Regions from separate parts of the Capsicum annuum genome. Here region 1 is linked to region 2. A link is a contact called in public Hi-C data. All regions are on one chromosome and are shown on one strand. The core of a region is the stretch at or near the end of the contact, and the rest is flanking DNA. Distances in the headings are between cores, read along the strand shown.

The links. Hi-C and Micro-C count contacts between places; a contact is called where the count stands out from the background.
Region 1: a contact with region 2 is called in a Hi-C map of leaf, with 4 times the contacts expected there. The contact joins the promoter of LOC107840858 here to the promoter of LOC107840809 in region 2. A contact is called at or near these places in 4 of 5 Hi-C or Micro-C datasets (bud, leaf and placenta).

Annotation. Positions count from the first base shown.
Region 1 is chr9:218,126,520-218,131,905 of UCD10Xv1.1, forward strand. LOC107840858 (probable protein phosphatase 2C 27) reads right to left here and starts at 2,058. Exons shown (of 4, transcript XM_016684794.2): 1 at 1,510-2,058. The coding sequence starts at 1,689.
Region 2 is chr9:217,850,270-217,855,315 of UCD10Xv1.1, forward strand. It overlaps LOC107840809 (transmembrane 9 superfamily member 11), which reads left to right and starts at 3,083. Exons shown (of 1, transcript XM_016684740.2): 1 at 3,083-5,046. The coding sequence starts at 3,478.

The sequences.
Region 1 (5,386 bases), core at 808-3,307, 280 kb after region 2:
GCTGCATTGTGTCGGAGCATTCAAAAATGCACTACTTTTGGAAGATTCCGACATGCAGTTGACGGCAGTATTTTTGAAGAGTTAGAACGACATAGCTACTCAATGACTTTATTGCTGAAGGAACATTCAAAGAAACACAAAACAGAAAAAGGGAAGCCCGGTGCACTAAAGCTCCCGTTCTGTACAAGGTCCGGGGAAGGGCCAGACCACAAGGGTCTATTCAAAGAAACACAAGACAAGTGTAAATAAAATAACTTCGATGATTTGCCATCTTATCCAAGAAAACTTCAATGATTTACTAAGGGGCATAGAAATAAACCAAGGTTCTACATGTGTACAGTGGAGAGTCCATATCGTTCAAATTAGTTTCCAAACAACTAAGATCTCTAATTATCATCAAGAATTTCCTGTACGAATAATTCTCTACCAGAAAGACCAGTAACACTGTGGGAACAGATAAAAAGGTCTACCAAGTCCCACACTTCACCAGAAAAAAAAGAATCCCAAGAAGTGGAAATTACAAAAGATAATTACCCATAATTAGTAAATAGACCATCTAACAAAAGTGGCAAAACCTAAAAGGTAAAAAAGAGAAACAAAGAAAAAGACATGCTGAAGTAGCAAATAGTAGAGGAACATGAAAGCCCCAAGCCAGCATCATAATAAACTATGATTGAAAACTGCACAATTCTTGTTCCTTCAAAGTACATCTCCAATTATAACTACACCTTAAAAGGAATAAAAATCAAATCTTGCAAGATTAGAGGATGAAATCCCAAATCGACCAATGCTAAATTGACCAATGTCATTATACTAACAACTAATAGCCCTTACATCCATTTTCAAACCAAAGAACATCTCTAAAACATAATTACAAAAACAAGTACACTTCAATCTAAATAAGTTGGAGTGAACTATCTGAATCCTGTATATATATATACCAGAAAAAGATTAAGTCTTGCAAACTTATTGAAAAGATCCCAACTTAATTATACTAGCAAGTAACACCTCCCTCTTTCTTTTGATCTGAGGGTCTATCAGAAACAACTCTCTCTTTCTTTTGATCTGAGGGTTTATCGGAAACAACTCTCTACTCCACAAAGGTAGAGGCAAGGTCTGCGTACATCCTACTCTCCCCAGATCCAACTTGTGCGATCATACCAGGTATGTTGTTATTGTTGTTAACAAGTAAGACCTCTCAACATCCATTTGCAAACTAAAGGGATTCAAAATATAAAGAAGTAAACACCCCAAGAGATTAAGGGAATTCACATACCATATATATACAACAACAACAACAACAACAATAACTATATTCCAATTCCAAACAATTCATTTAAGCTCATTTCATACATACATAAAACAAAAAACTTTGACCTTATACATGTAGTGTAAACAGCATGCCAACAAAACATTGCCCAACAAGTGAAAGAGCTAAAAGGATTAGCAATACCTAAAAATATGGAAAAATTACTTGAGCAATGAATAATTATAGGTAAAGATCCTTACTGGGAATGAATTTCTCATCACAACACAGCTAGAAGATGAATTCTTTTCAAATTTCTCTTTGTGGGTATTTGGAAATTCACTTTCTAATTGTAAAGATCCAATCTTTTCACTACAATCAGTCTTGGAAATCTCCAAATTCTCCATATCTTCACTCACTTCCTCTGAATCTTGCACACACATTTCTCTCTTATATATTACAACCAAATTGGAATATATTTTTTTCACTACAAAAAGTTGCTGAGAGCTTTGTGAAGATTCTTGGAATATGAACAGCAAATTGATTAATCAAGATTATATATTACTGTGTAATGCAAATACTAATACATATACATACATAATATAGAAGAGAGACAATGGAAACTTTGAGTCGTAGATTTTTTTTATTTTATTTTTTTTCCAGAAAAAAGTGGAGCAATAGCTGTATTAATGTGAAAGCAATGAAACGGAAGGGATTTTCTATTTTTCTATTTAATAAGGGTGATGTTAGAATCAGCTTTGATGCGCTCCATTAATTTTAATAAGTGATATAAAAATAATTACTGTACAATGTTTTTGTCACCTATGAAATTTATACTTTAAACTTGATACGTCATAATTTTTGACTCGCTTTATTTCTACTTAATTGATCACTGGACTATTCGTGAAGATTTTTCTTTCTTCTTTTAATTTTTGTTGGTTAGTACCAACTTTATAGGAAACTTTTTGGGGTACTAGTGGCTTCTTTTTCCTGTTAATTTGTTGTCATTGTCAAACTTAGGAAAGTAGCAAAAAGACTAAGAAATATTATTTTGTATTTTATATGTACATATGATTGTATATTACAATTATGATATTGATTTAAATTTTCTTTCATTAAAATATATTTACATCAAATGAATAAATTGATAATATATGTTATTGTATGATATATTTAGTAAAACATCAGTACTTTCTACGTAATCAATAAATAAAGTTTTAAATAGGTTCAATCGAATCAGTTACCAACACTCTAATTCTGTCTTCCGTTATTTACTTATGGTAAATTATATTGATTGATTTAATATAAACGCCTGATTATAGTAGTCTGTGAATGTACATATTGTTATATTTGATACCATTTTCTTTACCATGTGAATGCTTATAACTTGTTTGTTATTACAATCAATATACTTGGGGTACAAAAAAGGTAATTCTTTGATTGATAAAAGAGGAAGGACAAAGAGAATGAGAAGGAAAGGACTATATATTATATATCCATCTATAGTAAAACCAAACATATGGTTTACAAAATACTCATATATTTCAATTTAAATTAATTTCATGAACCAAACTTCTAGTACTACTTAAAGAATATATATATATTCATGACTAAATAATATCTTTACTATCCCTTTAATAATGTTATATATAAGATGTGAAGGACTCCAAAATACTTGAGTATCCTAGATAGAATCACAAATAAAAACTGATTTCAAAAAAATTATTGTTACAGTATGATGAATGGAGTTTTTCATTTTTTTTTATTGTATAATAAGGTTAGAGGACATAGCAGCGCTCTCGCCCGATGTCATTTTCAAACCTAGCAACGCACGATCGAGCCATATTTAAATTAAAATATTGGACCAAACTCTTCTTTTTTTGATTTGCTCTTAGATACACAATCGAAAATCTCACTTATACTTTTAGACAAGTACATAAAAATCTTCGTGAGATTGTAGAGAAAGTCTCGATTGATTTTTATTTAAAATCTTTATCACGCGCTACATATAGAGATCTTTATATAATGTTATTATAGAAAATAACTGTAACAGATATCTGATCGTGCTAGTTTTTTTTTTTTTTTTTTTTTCTAAATAATGCAAATCAAGAAATGAAAGAGTAGAAAATAAGAAATAAATGTGAGGAAAAAGAGTAAAAGGAATGACATACCTAACTTAATGAAACGTCTCTACTATATGAAACACGTGGTATAATATTATACAAAAGTTTTAGGTTTTCAATAAAGTAATTGTCAACTTATGACCCATTATTATTTTTTTATTTCATAAAATAATTAATACCATATAATAAACGTGTTTAAAAATAGTTCCTTTGTTTTCTTTCTAGTATATATAATTATAATTATTCTACTATCCCCATAATATTGTCTTTTTCATTTTCTTGAGTTAATTTTCATCATTTGAGTTAGTTCTTGATTTTTCATTTTCTTACATAGTATTAATTAGATCTTGACATATAATCCATGTTGTGTTATTACTGAATTTCTTTTATTATGTTTTTTCTACGTACATTTCATATATTTAGCTCGATTTAAATGTATCCAATGACGCTTGAAAAATTCACATAAATAATATGTGATAGTTATATATAGTAGTTGCCGTATATGATATTTTTTAATTGAATTAGATAGAATAATCATTTTCTCGTACTTTCTTTTGTTAACTACAATAACAATTTATAACCTAATTAAGAGTAATATGAACGTAGAATATTGAAGTTAGAATGTATACACATTATATTTATATTACTTAAATTTATATATACTTATTACCAAAATGAAAAAGCTGTTGGAGAAGAGTAGTGTTGCCCTAATTAAAAGTAATAATGATTAATTAAGAGTCAAAGTTTGTAATTAGTCAGTGTGAAAGCAATTGGATATGATGTAACATAAGATTTTTGCTCCATATTTTTATATGAAAAATTATATTATTGGGCCACGAATTTGGAAAGTGATATAATTATAGCATTTTTATAATAACTTGGTACAAAAAGGAAGAGATTATGATACTTAATTCTTTTTTGCTTTTCTTTTGATGATGTAAGAAAGTGACATTAGATATTTTTGTATAATAAAAAGTATAGTGAGGGCTTTTAGTATTCCAATCTTTCAAACCACTCAAGGTGCCTAGCAGGGTATTAAGCATTCCTTCATTTTGAATTATAAATTACGTATTCGAGTATGAATTTAAATTATTTTTGTTAAGAAGTAGTTTACTTTTATCGGATCCCAATATAAATACAGAACGTTGAATAGAAAATAAAAATATAAAAACCAGAAATTTTGAAAAAATAATAACTTCTCCAACCTTTTTAAACTATTGTTTCTGGTTAAATAATATCACATAAATGAATAAAAATAATTATTTTTGTTTTTTTCAATTTAGAAATATTGGGGAGGGGGAGTTGATTAATATTATCATGTCTAGTCCTCCTCCCATACCATAAGCCTATGAGAATCATAGCCACACCAATCAAGAATTTGGCATATGGTCATAAAAAACCACCAGCAACAAAAAAGTTGACAACTTGGATTGATTGATCCTTACATCACCACCTAAAAAAAAATTAAAAAAAAAATCATTTTTTTCCACAACTTATATTATACTTTTTCATCACTTTTTTTAAAAAAATTATTTTTAAGGTTTGCTAATTTAAAACAATTAATTCTTATTTCTAAAATAATTCATTTATTTTTGAAGGGAAAGTGTCAAAGCCAAATTAAGAAATTTCCATTGCTATTGGAATTTATTCAATCAATTAAATTCTACTACAAGAATCTAACTCTTTTTGTTGCATTAAATTATAGTGAATGGTGGAAAATGTAGCTCATGGAACTTGACGTGGCCAAATTTTTGTCCAATTATTTTTGGTATCTAAAATAAAATATCAAACCAAAAAATAGAATTACTACAATAAATAGTTTAGAAGCTAATAGAAAAGATTAGTAAAACAAGTCTTAGCATGAGCTACTATTGTATATCTCCATATCAAATTATTTAAAAGATTTTCTTAAGTAATATTTCTTATGAGGTGCGTAAAAACACGATATATAATTTGCGGCGTAAGGTGCCCCTCAATAATTAATAGATTATCAATATAATATAAAGAGTATTATAGT
Region 2 (5,046 bases), core at 1,833-4,332:
CCAGCCATCTTCTTGGTTTCATGGGTGTTTTTTTTCATCTTATATTAATTTTTATACATTTTTTATATAATTATACTTATTCTATATCGGGATTAACGGGTGCCAAAGCATCACATTTTTGAACCTATGTCCGCCCCCTGATGGGTGGTGATTAGACATGAAATAGAATAAATTCAGTTTACTGAAGACATATGACCTTAGATTAGAAGCTAAGTTATGAGGATCGAGCATTATTAGGATAATAAAAATTCGAGTTCTTTTTTCTTTTATTCCTTTTCTCTTCTACCTTTTTCTTATCGATCTCTATCTCACAAAGATAAAAATAAAATTTACGTACATCTGAAAATTTTTTTCTAGGGATAAATGAGTAATTGGGAAGTGTGTTATTATCAACTTGGCCGATATACTTATGAAACTTCATGTTACGCACGGCGTTGGGAGTTGACTTTCTTGAAATTGTGAATAAAGATACCTTAATGTAAAATTTAATCATCCTCCAATTAATTAATTAACACAACATATTAAAATTTTATGTTATGACTCTATTTCTAATTTATTAAATTTTAAATAAGTTATTTATATATTTTAGATAAGCTTTTTTTAATGATAAATATAAAATTTGGACAAAAAATTAAACTTTATTGAATCCATAATTTTTACTATAGGGTAATACACATTTTATGCATGTTGTGAGGTATTTAAGAAAGAGTGCATGTACTTATGGTAATGTTTATAAAGTCAAATATTTTAGGTTCAAAAATTTAATGGTTACATTAATTATGAATATATTATTCTATTTGTTTCTAGTTATATATATCTTATTTGCTTTTTAATATATGTATTTAGTAAGTCTTTTTTTTTTTATCATTTTCATTTTACTGTTATCACCACTATCATGTAGAAATGACACGATATATTTGCTAGAAATTATAATATTCAAAAATTGTCTTTACACTCTTAAAATGAACAATGAGTATATAGTTAGTAAAGCAAATTCTTACTCTTTAAGCAAATTATATTTCTTTATTGCTTTTAGGTAAGATTTCTTCATCAAAGCTTCATGAATATTGTACCTTACTTCTTAAATTTTAAGAAATTTTTGTAAAAAAATTTATTCACTCTATTTCTTGAAGATATATAAAGTTCACTCTAGTTAATCTTATTTATCTAAATATTTTTTGATTACTATAGCATAATATGATTATAGAAAATATATAATATGACATAACATGTAAAATTAATATCAAAGAAAACTCAAATGTTATAATAAAATTCGAATTAATATAAATAATGATTTTTATAGAGAAATCTGACTGTAGTTATCTATCACAAACTCTTTTTCATTCTAAAAGATATACATCAATTATCAAATTCATATAAATAATTGATGGTAGGACATTCACTTCATAGGTGTTGATACAAAAGCTTTCTTTTCAAATCTTAATAATCATTCTCAAAATCATTAGTAACTTTGATGATTAATTATTTGACAATTGATTATTTTATTCTTTATTATATTATATATATCTAATTAATTAGTTGCTGCCCATTTACGTGACAAAGCATGAAAAAGCAAAGGACATATTGTTGAGTAGTCAAAAGGGCATTATTTGCAAGCTGTAAAATATACTTTCAATATTTTAGGCAACTCTACCTATATATAAAAACATAGATGTTGGCAATAATTTAAATTTGTTAAGTGTCAAAAGTGTACACATAAGTAGCATTTAATCATTTTTTTTTGTTGTACATGTATCTCTTTCTTGATAATAATCATGGTAATGATGTAATTTGAAAGTGCAAAAATGTACATGGAAGTCACATTTAGTAGATGGAATTTATAAATATCAGTATATGCATATAAATGATATTCAACATGTACATATAAGTCGCATTTAATATACGAGATTTTGTAAATATTAGTATATATATACATATAAATGATATTCAACATGTACATGTAAGTCGCATTTAGTAAATGAGATTTGTAAATATCAGTAAACGCATATAAATGATATTGAGAAATTGTGATTTGTAGGCCATATTTTACAACTATGATTTATCAAAATGCAATTTCTAAGTCACATTCGCTAAACGTGTCGTATAGAATTACAATTTGTATGTTTCACTCCAATCGTATGCATACAATGTAAGTCGTAATGTCATTTGTAAGGCGTATTTAGTAACATCCATTTACAAAATCGCTCTAATACAATTTGTAAGCTGCATCTTCAGGCGCGATTTGTAAGTGTCAACACGTACATATAGAGTACATGTGAGTCATATTTAATAAACGGGATTTGTAAATATCAGTATATGCATATAAATGATATTCAGTAATTGTGATTCCTAGGTCATATTTTACAACTATGACTTATCAAAATACAATTTGTAAGTCACATTCGCTAAACATGTCGTATAGCCTTACAATTCGTAAGTTTCATTCCAACCGTGCGCATATACTTGATGTAAGTCATATTCAGTAAATGTAATTTGTAAAACGTATATATTTAGTAACATTCATTTACAAAATCGCTCATATACAATTTGTAAGTTGCATTCTCCATACGCGATTTGTAAGTGTCAACACGTACATATAAATCTATTCAGTAACTACAATATGCAAGTCACATTAGTAACTACGATTCGTAAGTCATACTTTCTAGTATTCGCTAGATACTATTTATTCCTCGTATATACACTATCTGTTTCAATCAAAAATACATATTTTAGAGCACAAAATTAATAAAAATAAAAATTTATACAAGTCATAGGACGCGTTAAAGTCTACAACGACAACAACATATCCAGTTTACTTTCATAAAATGACGTCTAGGGAGGATAAAGTGTACACAGTCCATGTCACTACCTCAAATAAAGTAAAGAAGCTGTTTTCGATAGACCGCCGACTTAGAAGGGCGCACTAAAGTCAATGAGAAAACGTCTAGATATACACTCTATTCTTCTCAAACGACATGTTGTAGATTTACGTAATCAGATTTCACTTTATGAAATTACGCCGATCACGTTGCTATGGTAAGGACATATAAGTCATTTAATTAATAGCCTAAATGCTACACCAAGGTCTCCCACCGACGAAGTAAAGTAACAAATACAAATATATAATATATATGTATATTTAATAAATACAAATGTATAATATGTATGTATAAATTCCCTAGTCATATAGTCTTTATATTTCCACCACCTTCCTCAAATCTTCCTCAGCTCAAATGTTACACATTTTCTTCCATAAGAGGTGAGCAAGATCTTGATTTTTTAACAAAAAAAAAAAGATTCAATTTTTATCATTGTGTTGGTTTCAATATTAATCAGATCTGATTTAATTTTCATGTTATACATAGATCTTGATATATATTGAATATATTGAATGCCCTTTTGTTAAAGTACTTATCTTTGTATTAAGAAAACCCCCTTTTGGCCATTCATTTAGATCTGATCAAGAAAGGTGTAAAAATGGTGTCTTTTGATAAATTCAAGATTTGGGTTTTGTGTATCTGTTTGGTTTGTGAATTGGGTTATGGGTTTTATTTGCCCGGTAGTTATCCACATAAATATGGGGTTGGTGATTTCTTGAATGTTAAGGTTAATTCATTGACTTCTATTGATACTGAATTGCCTTATAGTTATTATAGTTTGCCTTTTTGTAAGCCTAAGGAGGGTGTTAAGGATAGTGCTGAGAATCTTGGTGAGTTACTTATGGGTGATAGGATTGAGAATTCTCCTTATAGGTTTAAGATGTATACAAATGAGACTGAGGTTTTCTTGTGTCAAACTAAACCTTTGTCTAGTGATGAGTTTAAGCTTTTGAAGGAGAGGATTGATGAGATGTATCAGGTTAATTTGATTCTTGATAACTTACCTGCTATTCGGTATACGAAGAAGGATAATTTCTTCTTGCGTTGGACGGGGTATCCGGTTGGGATTAAGGTTCAGGATGCTTATTATGTGTTTAATCATTTGAAGTTTACGGTTCTTGTTCATAAATTTGAGGAGACGAATGTGGCTCGTGTGATGGGAACCGGGGATGGATCGGAGGTGATATCGACGGTTGGAAATGAAGGGTCTGATGCACCTGGATATATGGTTGTTGGATTTGAGGTTGTACCTTGTAGTTTTCAGCATACGCCTGATTCGTTGAAGAATCTTAAAATGTATGGTAAGATTCCATCTCCAATTAAGTGTGATCCAACGACTGTGTCTATGGCTATTAAAGAAAATGAGCCTGTGAGTTTTAGTTATGAGGTGAATTTTGTTGAGAGTGATGTTAAGTGGCCATCGAGATGGGATGCTTATTTGAAGATGGAAGGTGCAAAGGTGCATTGGTTCTCGATACTCAATTCCCTTATGGTGATCACTTTCTTGGCTGGTATTGTACTCGTGATCTTTTTGAGAACAATCCGGAGGGATCTTGCGAGGTATGATGAACTGGACAAAGAAGCTCAGGCACAGATGAACGAGGAGTTATCTGGGTGGAAACTTGTTGTTGGTGATGTTTTCCGTGCCCCTAGTAATCCCGGTCTTCTTTGCGCGATGGTTGGGGATGGAGTTCAAATCTTGGGGATGGCTGTAGTGACTATTATGTTTGCTGCCCTCGGATTCATGTCCCCAGCATCTCGAGGAACATTGATTACAGGTATGTTATTCTTTTACATGATTCTTGGTGTTGCAGCTGGCTATGTTTCCGTTCGTCTTTGGAGGACAATCTGCTGCGGTGATCATAAGGGATGGGTTTCTGTTGCGTGGAAGGCTGCTTGTTTCTTCCCTGGAATTGCTTTCCTAATACTGACCGTATTGAACTTCTTGTTATGGGGTAGTGACAGCACAGGGGCCATTCCCTTTTCGTTGTTTGTCATTCTCATTTTACTTTGGTTCTGTATCTCCGTCCCCCTAACAATGATCGGTGGCTACATTGGGGCAAAGGCACCTCACATTGAATATCCAGTCCGAACCAACCAGATTCCACGTGAAATTCCACCACAGAAATATCCATCTTGGCTTTTGGTTCTCGGTGCAGGCACACTT